2 separate regions of the Gasterosteus aculeatus genome follow, and region 1 is linked to region 2. A link is a contact called in public Hi-C data. All regions are on one chromosome and are shown on one strand. The core of a region is the stretch at or near the end of the contact, and the rest is flanking DNA. Distances in the headings are between cores, read along the strand shown.

What was found. A called contact is a pair of places that touch in the nucleus more often than the background predicts.
Region 1: a Hi-C map of skeletal muscle shows a contact between it and region 2, with 2.4 times the contacts expected there. The contact joins the promoter of psmd14 here to the enhancer-like site in region 2. A contact is called at or near these places in 5 of 6 Hi-C or Micro-C datasets (liver, skeletal muscle, tail fin and 1 more).

What each region holds. Positions count from the first base shown.
Region 1 is chr12:7,739,441-7,744,865 of fGasAcu3.hap1.1, reverse strand. It overlaps psmd14 (proteasome 26S subunit, non-ATPase 14), which reads left to right and starts at 4,144. Exons shown (of 11, transcript XM_040204966.2): 1 at 4,144-4,350; 2 at 5,137-5,192. The coding sequence starts at 5,145. It overlaps rbms1a (RNA binding motif, single stranded interacting protein 1a), which reads right to left and starts at 866. Exons shown (of 14, transcript XM_040204954.2): 1 at 1-866.
Region 2 is chr12:7,701,675-7,707,443 of fGasAcu3.hap1.1, reverse strand. It overlaps atic (5-aminoimidazole-4-carboxamide ribonucleotide formyltransferase/IMP cyclohydrolase), which reads right to left. Exons shown (of 14, transcript XM_040199099.2): 6 at 5,265-5,421; 7 at 4,645-4,770; 8 at 4,360-4,553; 9 at 4,193-4,282; 10 at 3,996-4,121; 11 at 3,764-3,856; 12 at 3,497-3,679; 13 at 2,788-2,943; 14 at 2,265-2,629. The coding sequence ends at 2,510. It also overlaps the pseudogene LOC144385345. Among protein-coding and RNA genes, the nearest start is that of atic, 5.1 kb to the right of the region's middle. Within about 2 kb of position 3,338, at least 1 of the 9 cell types and tissues checked has open chromatin away from gene starts, as enhancers often do. A contact at or near this core is called in liver, where this site is marked.

The DNA of each region.
Region 1 (5,425 bases), core at 2,895-5,394, 37 kb before region 2:
AAAAAATTCGCAAAGAGGAGCCGCTGGAGACGTGAATCCGGGCGGTGTTACAGGAGCCTATGAAACAGCCAGTCGGTTTAAAACATCCGCACGGCGAGCGGGCTGCTCGGCAACAGTGAAAAGAAGAGAAGACGAGCCTGGCTCCTGCATAGGTACAAGCTGACACATCCACACCGTCAGATGCGCGCCGGGCGATGGAGCAACCCTTCGGTCCGCTTCGCTGATCTACGACGTCCTGCTGCAGACCGCTCGGCGGTCCCACCTACTACCGACCAAACCATCTCCGCCTCCGCGGGGTGTTCCACATCAAATAAAGTGCGTGGCCGCCTCGCGCCGCTTCGCCTGGGCGGTTGTTTTCGGGGGACAAAGGCGCGTCGAGACGCCTGGCGTCTGCGGGTCGGTTTATAAGCGGCTGCAAAGTGCTTTTGCGTTTGATTTGCAGGCGCACGGTCGGTTACGCGGAACGCGCGTCGCCTTTCATGTTGTTGTCGTCCGCACATACCAAGCATTCTTCACCCCCACCTCCTCCAAACCACACACACACACCCACACGCCCTCTTCCTCTTCCTACCCTTCCCCCCATCCAACACACTGCATGGTAGAGATTCAGGATGCAATGAAATATAAGCAGGGTCTGGCCTGGGCCGGAGGTCACTCACTCCCCCCGAGTTAAAACCAACTGTGCGAGGGAGAAAATTCAAAGAGAAGAACACAGAACACATATTTGGAAATAAAACGTTCATTAAAAAGGCCTATTGCTCCTATCTTTTGCATCCTATATGTGCTCTTTGAAGCAGCTTATTCTGTATGTTGATTCTGTGACCTAAAGGTGAAGTAGATAAGTTCCACTTATATTTTCCTCTTTCAGTGCATTCACAAGATTGATTTGCTTGTGTGCAGTTTTTGAAAATGTAAACTAAGCATTTTTCACATAACTCACTGATGGGGCCAAAAAAAACAGGAACTATGTCTTAGCTTGTGGTCAAATGTTTCTAGTGCATTTCAGGATTGCTTTCGAAATGCACTGGTTTGCCGTTGGTGCTTCAGAATGAGCTGTCTCTGATCTCCTGCGTTTGACCTCTGGGACCCTTTGAGTTCATCGGACGCAAGCTTAAAGCTTTTAGTTGTTGCACTGCGATAGAGGAACAGCCCTTCTCATTACAGCCGGTCCTCCCCTACAATAGAATCATTTCCACCATTCTCTTCTCTTTACCCGCTGCCATTGCACACGCCGGTGTCCTCGGGTCTTCTGCTTGGTAATTGCCATCATATGTTGAGCCTATAGGCGACCGCTGAGGTCGTGTCTTCTGCATTTCTTCTGGGAATTGAGTAAGACATAAGTATTCTGTGATCTTGGAGCTTTCATTAGATGGGTTGATGTGTATGTCTGTAATAAATCACAAATGATCAGGAAACAAACTTTAAAGCCAACCAAAAAGTTGATACATGACTTAACAGCTTTTTATGCTGCAGACACATTGTTAGTATACAGAATGTGTTGATGTTCGCACCGGGAACCTCTCCAGCAAAAATGTATTCTTTTATTTAGAACATGAAATCAACCAATTATTGAAAAATAGTACTAGCGCACTATAGACAGGTTGGGGGGAATTTGTCAAAACCTATTCACGTATCATGTAAAACATTTTCATTTGGTGAAATGGTGGCTTTGTTATACCGTCCGATACTATGGAATAAGATGCTTTTTCCAATCCTCAAGAAACCTTTACTGTAAGAAGAAGTATTAATTATCATTTTTATATATCTTTGCCACAAACGTTTTTAACCTCGTCAAAGACAGAGAACAAAGGTTTTGTTATGTGCAACAATGGCAATCTGCCAGAATCAAACCACTAACTTTGCATTGCGGTGTTTGTGTAAACCGATATGAGTATTTCTTTTTAAAAGGGAAACCGACTGGTAGAGATGCAGCAGAGCCACTTCAATCAGTTGCATTGGCCCGGAGATAACTGTCGAGGTGCTCATTTCCCCCTCACTATTTTATAATTAAAGTCATTTTATATTCACACATGGATACTTAGGTGCACAAAGCCGTGCTTCCCACTAGCAGTGATTCTGGAGGAGATGTATTAAGCAAAGCTGAATCCACATCCCATCAGGGTGCATGGAAGCTTCTAAAGCATCAAATTTCTCCCCCTTATTGCGTCTGTGAGTCGGATTAAGATGTCTTGCTGGTGTCGTGTTACAAGCTACTTCTGATGGTCTTTGAAATGTCAGCTCACTCCTATCTGAATAAGGAGCTCCAATACTCTTAGTAGATGTGATTCTGTGTGATTTTTGTTTTTTTGTAGTTATTGATTGATGGTTATCACATTAGATCCAATGTGTTGTTAGCAGCCATTTCGCTACATGCATTGTACTCATAACTCACTTCGTCAATTATCCAATTGATCTGTAGCCTTTGGCTATTTCATCCTTTCATCCATTGTTTCTCTGGGTAAAACTGCAGGAAGGAGTCTCCCTGTCTGAAGCCAAATGGATAACTTTCTGAATGAACCAATGAAAAGCTGCTCACCAATCTCAAGCAGAGCTGAATTAAATGAGATAACACTGTCAGCAAAACGAATGCGGAAAACAATAAACCCGACCCACTTGGGAAGAAAAAATAATGAGAATGAGTTTGTCTCCAGAATTGTGTTCTCTCAGACCAAGTCGTCGATTTCACCAGCTCCTTTATTGGTTGACGAAGCTACCTAATGGTCACTATGGGGGAGAGATTCAAACCCTATCAGCAGAAATACTAGAAGTATCCTAGGAAGTAAATTAGATACAAACTGGCAACAACATTCAGGGACTATATATTAATATATACCTTAATTATTTAAGTTGACACGTTGTGGATCGTAAAATCCATCTAAACTAGAGTTAAGTCTATCACAAGGAAGCACATCCTGGTTACGACCGCTGAGTGCAGGGAATTGTGTGGAGGTAGTAAGAGGGTGTGGTGATGCAGGGGCTGAGGAATGTGGATGATTATCTCCCCCTTCCTCATTCTCTAAGGAATGAAGGAATTCAAAAATTCCTGTTGATGACCTGGCTGGGAAGTCAAGTAACCAACAACAACCTTCGGGGGGAAATGTACAAGTTGTCCTGCTGGAATACAAGCGAGCCCAACAGAGGAGTTTTTTCACAAGCCGAGTGGTGTTGTGGTTCAGCTCAGAGTAGGGCTCCTCGGGGAATAATGAAATGCTTGCGTGTTGAAATATGAGAAACCACACAACTTCTCAGCTATTTTCATTCTTTTTAGCATGGACATATAGATGCTGTATATTTTGTCCGTGCTGTATTTCTTTTCTATGTTGAGTAAGTCCTAGAAGAAAAGGTCTTGGTGCATATTTAGGTTCAATTTGATTGAAAAATGTAATGATTATTATGTCAAACTAGAGACTTAACTAGTCTCCTGTTCTTGAAATACATTGATGCACCTCTATAATTTCTTGTACAAGGAGCAGATATATACTGTACATGTGTAACTACATCTGTCATTCTTGATTCAGGCATACTCTTAATATCAGTAGTATTAGTAGTAAATACACAGCCATCGACCCAAAGAAAGAAAACAACCGCAAGGGAAATATTGTATTTAGTGTTACCAAATATAAAAGCATTTTATATTATAAACAATCACCATTTGAAAGATTCATGATGTCAATATTGTGAATGTCTCACAACTTGACTTAAAAACGTACACATTTAACGTTTAGAAATCCTTTTTGTACATCAATGGAGAACACAGAAATAGTGACACAAGATAAAAATATTGAATAGCAAGAAATATTGTGCCAAGATATAGAGTGCCAATAAAACACAATATGAAGAATATCCATAGGTCCCTGAACCAAATATATATAATGTCAGTACTTAATATAAAACAGATGTTATAACACAGTTAGTAGGCCTTTGTAGTTAATCATTCTGTTTCTAAGTACCAACTATATATTTTTAATTGTGTAAGCTTATCGTATTACTTTTATGTAATAGAGTGAGACTTTACATTGTCAATAAGTAAAAGCAGTAATCAGTTGTGCATAGGACATACATATACACCGATATAACTATATCCATAGAACATATTTACCATTGTAGAAATGGTAACAATTATCGCAGGAGCAGCAGAACTGTGAAACGTATTCATTCTAGCGCGCCCTTGTGTCTAGATCATGGAGGTGCAACTCTGGCGACAACAACATACGTCACGAGTGCGACGGAAGTAGATTCTCTAACAAAAAAAAGAAGAGAATTCTGGCTGATTCATTGTAGCCAATTACACTGACTCGACCGATCACAGAAACACAGCCTTTTCAAAACACCTGAAATATTTGACAACAGGTAAGTGAACTTACGGCGTAACCGCAGTCAGTGGCTTTCATAAAACGCGGTGAAATCAAATAAGTGTTAAGACTTTGTTGCTGTTTTTGTGTGAGATGCCAAAGGCTAAGCGTGAGGAAGCTAACAGGGAGCTAAAAGCGAGCTAACGTGGATGTGACTGTCAATGAACCGAGCGTTTTAATGACACATGTGTTATAAATGTCTCTGTCTTTTTGTTACCTATATATGGTAACCTATACTTTCATTTGAAAAAATAAATGGGTGGGTTTCAAGACTCTTTTGCTACGTTTGTATGATTAGCAAATTCAAGCTAACTAGCGTGGCTAATTTCTACTTTGTTGGAATTTCATCGGCTACTTAAATAACGTCACACCTGTAACGTTAAATCCTAATGTCAATTTCATGACCGAAAGAGAAGGCACGAAACATAACGCAAATAATTTAGAATATAACGTTAGATGATGTGAATCCCAATATCGCGATACTAAATCATGATTTAAGTTATTCTGCTTCTTGTTTTTGTTAACGTCGATTCAACTCCATCTATTAAACCCACATATGACTTAATGTTCGCTATCTAACAGTTTATACCCGACTATATGCAACCTGTAACTAAGTGTGGTCCATGTAAATATTAGTCCATTACTTGTGCCATATGTATATTTTGTTAATGAACTTGTCCCAAACCTTTTTGGATTAGTTCTAAATAAAGATAAAATCAAATGTGTATCTCCACTAGTATAAATGTGTAGTTTGACGGAAAGTTTAATTGTGTTTGCTCTTCAGATCTCGATATGGATCGCCTGCTGAGGCTCGGAAGTGGAATGCCAGGACTTGGCCAGGTAACACGTTTGAACAAAACTATTGATTGAAATGGAAAATTTCTTAAACCAAACCTCTTAAATCAACTTTTCAGCCTGAAACCTTATACTTATCAATTATTATATAAATGTTGTTATTAGGAATTTTGGACTAAACTAGATATTTGATTGAATCCATAATGGGCCCAGTAGTCTGTATTTATTAATCATATAAATTAAATTGATTTATTAACAGTAATGAGACATGGGTGGCT
Region 2 (5,769 bases), core at 2,089-4,588:
GTTTCAGTGGCAGAGGCATTTTTTTGATCTCCCCACGGTCAACGTGACAGCAGAACCTCCTCCGAGTAAATGTTATCTTCACTAATTGCCGTTCTTCATCAGTCCCAGAGACAGTGCCTCCACGCAGGACTCGTGTTATGATGCTTTTACTTCAACCTACCACGATGTCGGGGGTGAATGGGAGCGGATGTCTGAGACGGGCTTCAAGCTGTGGTGCAGGTGCCTCGGTCTGGGAAGTGGCCACTTCAGATGTGATTCATCTAGTGAGTTTTGGGGACGTTTTATATCCTGGAGGTGCATACGCATCGTTCAAATGAGACTATACTTTATTTGGTTTCCCTGATTATGACCTCATCATCAGAGTGGTGCCATGACAATGGCAACAACTATCGCATTGGACAGAGGTGGGACCGCCGCGCAGAAAACGGTCACTTGATGAGCTGTACTTGCTTGGGAAATGGCAAAGGAGAGTTCAAGTGTGAACCCCGTAAGGCCTCTTTTTTTAAAAGATCCTATGAAATATTCCACAAGTGTCTTAAAAAAAGGATGTGGAGGAGTTCCATTTTGAATTTAAACGTCGATGTTTCCCAAAACAGATGATTCGGTGTGCTATGATGATGGCAAATCTTACCAGGTGGGAAACCAGTGGCAGAAGGAGTACCAGGTGCCATCTGCACCTGCACCTGCTTTGGAGGACAGCAGGTATGACAGATAAACCGGCCGGGCTTTGGTCTGATGTTTAGTGATACATATTGTGACTTGTGTTATAATTGTGTCCTAATGACTTGTGATGAACTTGTGGTCCTTCTGCATGTTAAATAAAGCATGTGTGTGCGTTTGTGTCATCAGGGCTGGAGATGTGAGAACTGCCGCAGACCAGGGGGGGATGTTGATGCCGGTCTGGTGCAGCCTGTGAGATACGGACACAAAGTACAAGTTAGTTAATGTTTTTTAAATTAAGCAAATGATTTCCCAGTATGTTTACAAATGACAAACATTTTTTCTGACATTTGATATAATCCAGCACACTACTCATACCACATAATTACATTTAGTATATTTGTGTTGCAGAATATACTAATATAATAAATGCGTCAATGTTAACTTTTTATATACCGTAACATTCTTATACAGCATGTGTTATGACATACTATACAATTACTTTCAATGACTTTAACATACTCTATTGTTTTTGTCAACATACTATAGTGACACTTTTATGACTTTAATACTTTTTATAACCTTTAATACTTTTTGTGCAAACTTTGTTTACAGCTGCTTTACTCTTTTGTTAATTTTTTTTATGAGTTACTAGGATTTAATTTTTCATTGCATAATATACTATGGTATTTTCTATGGCACACAGTATTTTTATAATATACATTCGAGACCTCACTTTGGAAACTGAACATATTACCCGGACATGTAACCGTATCCCTTTCAATTCTGCCTCCAGAACATTCATTGCCCCATCGAGTGCCTCCGACCGGACCTGCTGGCAGACACACACGTTCCTCAGAGTCCTCTGGAGTGAAGCTGTGGACATCGCCTTTGCTCCCTTTTTGTCCAATTATGCACTGTCTCACTGTCATAACCGCCTTATCACTTTTTGTACGTTTATCCATAGATGTCACACTGGCCCGATCAAAGCGATCCACCTCTAAAGCCGGTCTTTTCACTGTGCACTCTCAAGGCTCTAAATTCATACTCAATTGTAAAATGAAAACTATTATTGGGAAAATTATCCTTGTGTGTGTAATTCAGTAGAATATAGGACTCAGATTTACTATTCAAATTGAGATCCTTTTAAATATTCATACTCATCAAAAAGAGCAGAAACCTTTGGAAAGAAGAGCGCGGTGTTAAATTGTCCCAGAACTGGTGGGTCTTTTCTGTATCTTACTGAGGGGTCACACACTGTGTGATTGACGCGCGTCTTTCTACTAACTTATCCCTTTAATCTCAATGTGTGAATGTGAGAAATCGGAACTGTTCTATTTTTATACTTTGTTGCCAATGTTGTTTCTACCGTTTGACAAAAAGTCCCTTATTTGAATAAAGCAGGAGAGATGCCAAAACCCAAGAACATGTTTCTTTGTTTTAGAACCAAGAGGTTTAAGGAATAGAAACAGTGAAAAATGTCTAGTTTGAGACTATTGTCAAAGTTTAGCATTTAGTTAGTTATCCAAGTTAAATTGTAGCATGAACCTAAAGTCACAAGACCTGGACGTACAGACGGTAAAAGGCAAAGAAAGACAAAACCATGACCTGTGATTCAGTTTATTTCACACAGAAAGTTACTGACCTCACTGGAACACTAACAGTTAATGCAGCTCTTTGAGGTCTCAGCTAAAATGTTAATGTGTGAGAAAACAGTTGTAACATTTACACTTGAGCACGAGGAGGCTATGAGTGCTTCCAGTATCAGCATGGCTACAGAGAGCGTTTGGCTCCGATGATCCAAAAACTGAGTTGAGTTGGAAGAACACCTGGAGAAGCGCCGAGGTTCTCAGTGGTGGAAGAGCCGCCGGTTGGTGTGCACCAGAGTGATGCCTTGCTCGTTACAGGCATTAATCACAACCTGGTCGGCAGCAGAGCCCGCCGGGGCCGCGATGTACTTCACTCCGCTCTACAAACAGAAACAAGAGGAGGAAGCAACGTTCGTAACGGCTCAGCAGTGTTCTGAGAGTTTACAAGCAGGTGTCTGCAAGCCATGTCCTGTAAGTTTCTTAACAAACGTATATACAGTGAGAGACGATGCTTTTGGAAAAGGTGCGTTGTATTTACCCGCTTGGCACGATCGATGTTATCTCTGAAGGGGAAGAAGGCATCAGAGCTGACAGCCACGGCCTGCAGGGAGCTCACCCAGTTCTTCTTCTCAGTGTCTGACAGGGGCTCGGGGACCTCTTCATACTTTGACTTCCAAACTGCGAGGTCTGGGCCCTGTCCCAACAACGGATACGTCATTTACCCTCAAGGTCTCTACCGTGACATGACACTAGTGGGCCGCGTGTACTGTGGGAACTATTAATACAGATCCGAGGGAGGAAATATGGTGAAATCCAATCTAGCAATGGCAATAAGCAATAAGAAAGAAGGCATGCAAATGTAAAAGTATTACGAAACTTTATTATTCACTTACTGATAACAGTCAGTGTGTTGATTTATTTATTTATTCTAACAGATAATCAGCCAATTGGACTACCAGTGTTAAACCTCAAATTAGATTCACACACAATTTTCTGGACTCAGAAAGCTCTGATGTAATTCTCCAATATGATGGCAGAACATTCAGAACTGTGGAGGCTGCTTATCAAGTACAACACTCCGTGTTTAACGTAGTTAAAATGGAGTAACACACCACTGCTTTTACAACGACCCACAGGACAGCAACTTCACTCTGGTTGTTTATGCACTCATCTGACGTGCAAACAATAAAAAACAACTAATCTTAACTACGACTTTGTCCTAAATGTGCCCGGGTCGCCCCCCTTACCTCCCCAATGGTGCCGCTGACGTATTGGTCGATAGCGTTGGCCATCTCCGCTCGCTTCACGCCGCTGCTAAACTTCATGGCCAGGACACGAGGGTGGTGCCTCAGCCACCAGTTGTCCACTTTGTCCCCAGCCAGCCGCGTGCAATGGATACGAGACTGTTGACCGGCACCAATACCGACAACCTGGTAAACAGACCACAAACGAACATTAGCAGGGAAACATGTGGTGCATCCAGGCTACTCCTCCTTACAGCTGCCGGTTCTTACTTGGCCATCTTTAGCGTAGCAGACAGAGTTGGACTGAGTGTACTTGACAGCGATGGTGGCGACGATGAGGTCGCGCACCGCTTCCTCCGAGAGCTTGACAACAAACAAACAAACAAACAAACAAATAGGGCTGAGCACTTGGCATTTAGATTTTTCCAGAATTGTGTCAATGATGATTTTACAAAAAAGGACCAAGCCGAGTGAGAAGTGAATATACACTACAGAGACTCACCGAGCCGTCGGAGACCACGTTGCTGAAGAACTCCTTATTGATGAGGGCTCCATTGCGCTTTTGTTTGAGATAGAGACCGAACAACACTCTCACCTCCGTCTCGTCGGGCTCGTAGTCTGGGTCCATCTTGGGCAAACAACATTCAAGTTAGCTCCTTATTCACAAATACAAAAATACAGATGATAATCAATTCTCACCTGAAGCACGCAGTAGTTGCCATTTTTCTTTTTGGAGAGGATCTTGAGTGCCTCCTCATCATACCCAGGTGCAATGATCCCATCAGACACCTGGGAGCAAGCAGATGGAATTGTGGTTTAGCAAAGTAGCACTCCAGCAAATCGTTTCTTAAAGAAAAGCGTTTTACCTCTCTGGATATAATCTTGGCCGTGGGAACGTCACAAACATCCGACACAGCGATGAAGTCTCCAAAAGAAGACATCCGGTCTGAGCCTCTGGCCCTGGCGTAGGCCGTGGCCAGTGGGCTGAGGTCCTTCAGCAGGTCATGCACCATGCACACTTTGGCCTCCTCCTCACTCAGAGGAACTCCAACCGCAGCACCTACAGAGGAAACACGGAGAGTCGCGGTCACATTCAAAAAGAGGCACTAGGTTTGAATCAAAGCGCGTCCGCGCGTCTCTTTTTGTCTCACCAGCGGGGCTGACGTGCTTGAAGGAGGTGGCGGCGGGCATGCCGAGGGCGCCCTTCAACTCCCTGACCAGCTGCCAGGCGTTCAGAGCGTCACACAGGTTGATGAAGCCCGGGGAGCCGTTGACCACTGAGGGCACGGAGAAGAACGAGGACGCGTCAGGATGAATCGATTTCTCCCTCGACTCCTGTCGTTTAATGGATTAACTCCTCACCGACGTGTTTGTTTCAGGGGGAATTACGGACTAAATCCCTGCGTCGCATTTGTCATCTGCACAGAATAGGTTTCTGGTGACAGATGCAACCTTCTGCAAAATGTCAGATTGAAGGAAATCTCTACACTTTTTCCTCTACAAAATAAGCAAAACAAGTAGCGGTTTGTGAGCTTTAGAACTGCTGGATATTGAATTTTGTTTATTTTAGCTTCTATCCACCATTTCCAGTCTTTGTGAAAAGCTCAGCTAATCAGGCAATAGCTGCACGCAAGAGCGCCATTAATCTTCCAATTTAATTCTCAGCCGGTAAGCAACATTTTTACCCCAAAATTCCAAACTACTCAGTTAAAAAAAAAAACAACAGTGAGAGGTTTCGGGTCAGCGGAGACGGTGGAGGTGTTGGGTCGACCTTTGAGGGGCAGGGCCGAGCGCTCGGTGTAAAGTTGGGCGGGAGCCTGGTGAGGGTTCGTGCCGTAGCGCAGAGGCAGCTGGGAAACGCCGCGGCTGTACTGCCCACGGAAGTAGTCCGATATGGCCTCGTCGTACTGCGCCGTGTGCGTGAAGGCCTGAAGAGCACAGAAACAAATGCACCCCGGTGAGACCAAAACGTATACATCACCTGCGGCGTTCCATAGCGGCAAACTGCAACACGTTCACAATTGTCGATGAAAATGAAAAGATCAGGTTAAAACCTGCAACCTCTGTACGCAATTCTTTTTCAATAATTGAGACTAGAGGAACGAGTGAAGAGGCGGGGCTAACGGATGCTTGATAAGAGTATTGAGGACGGCCGATTGAGGTCTTTTCTACAAAAAAAAAAAATAGATTTCAAATTGCTCATCAGGATTTTCCAGAGTCACAGATAAAATAAATCAAACATCTTGTTTGTTCAGACCAACAGTCCAAAACTCAAA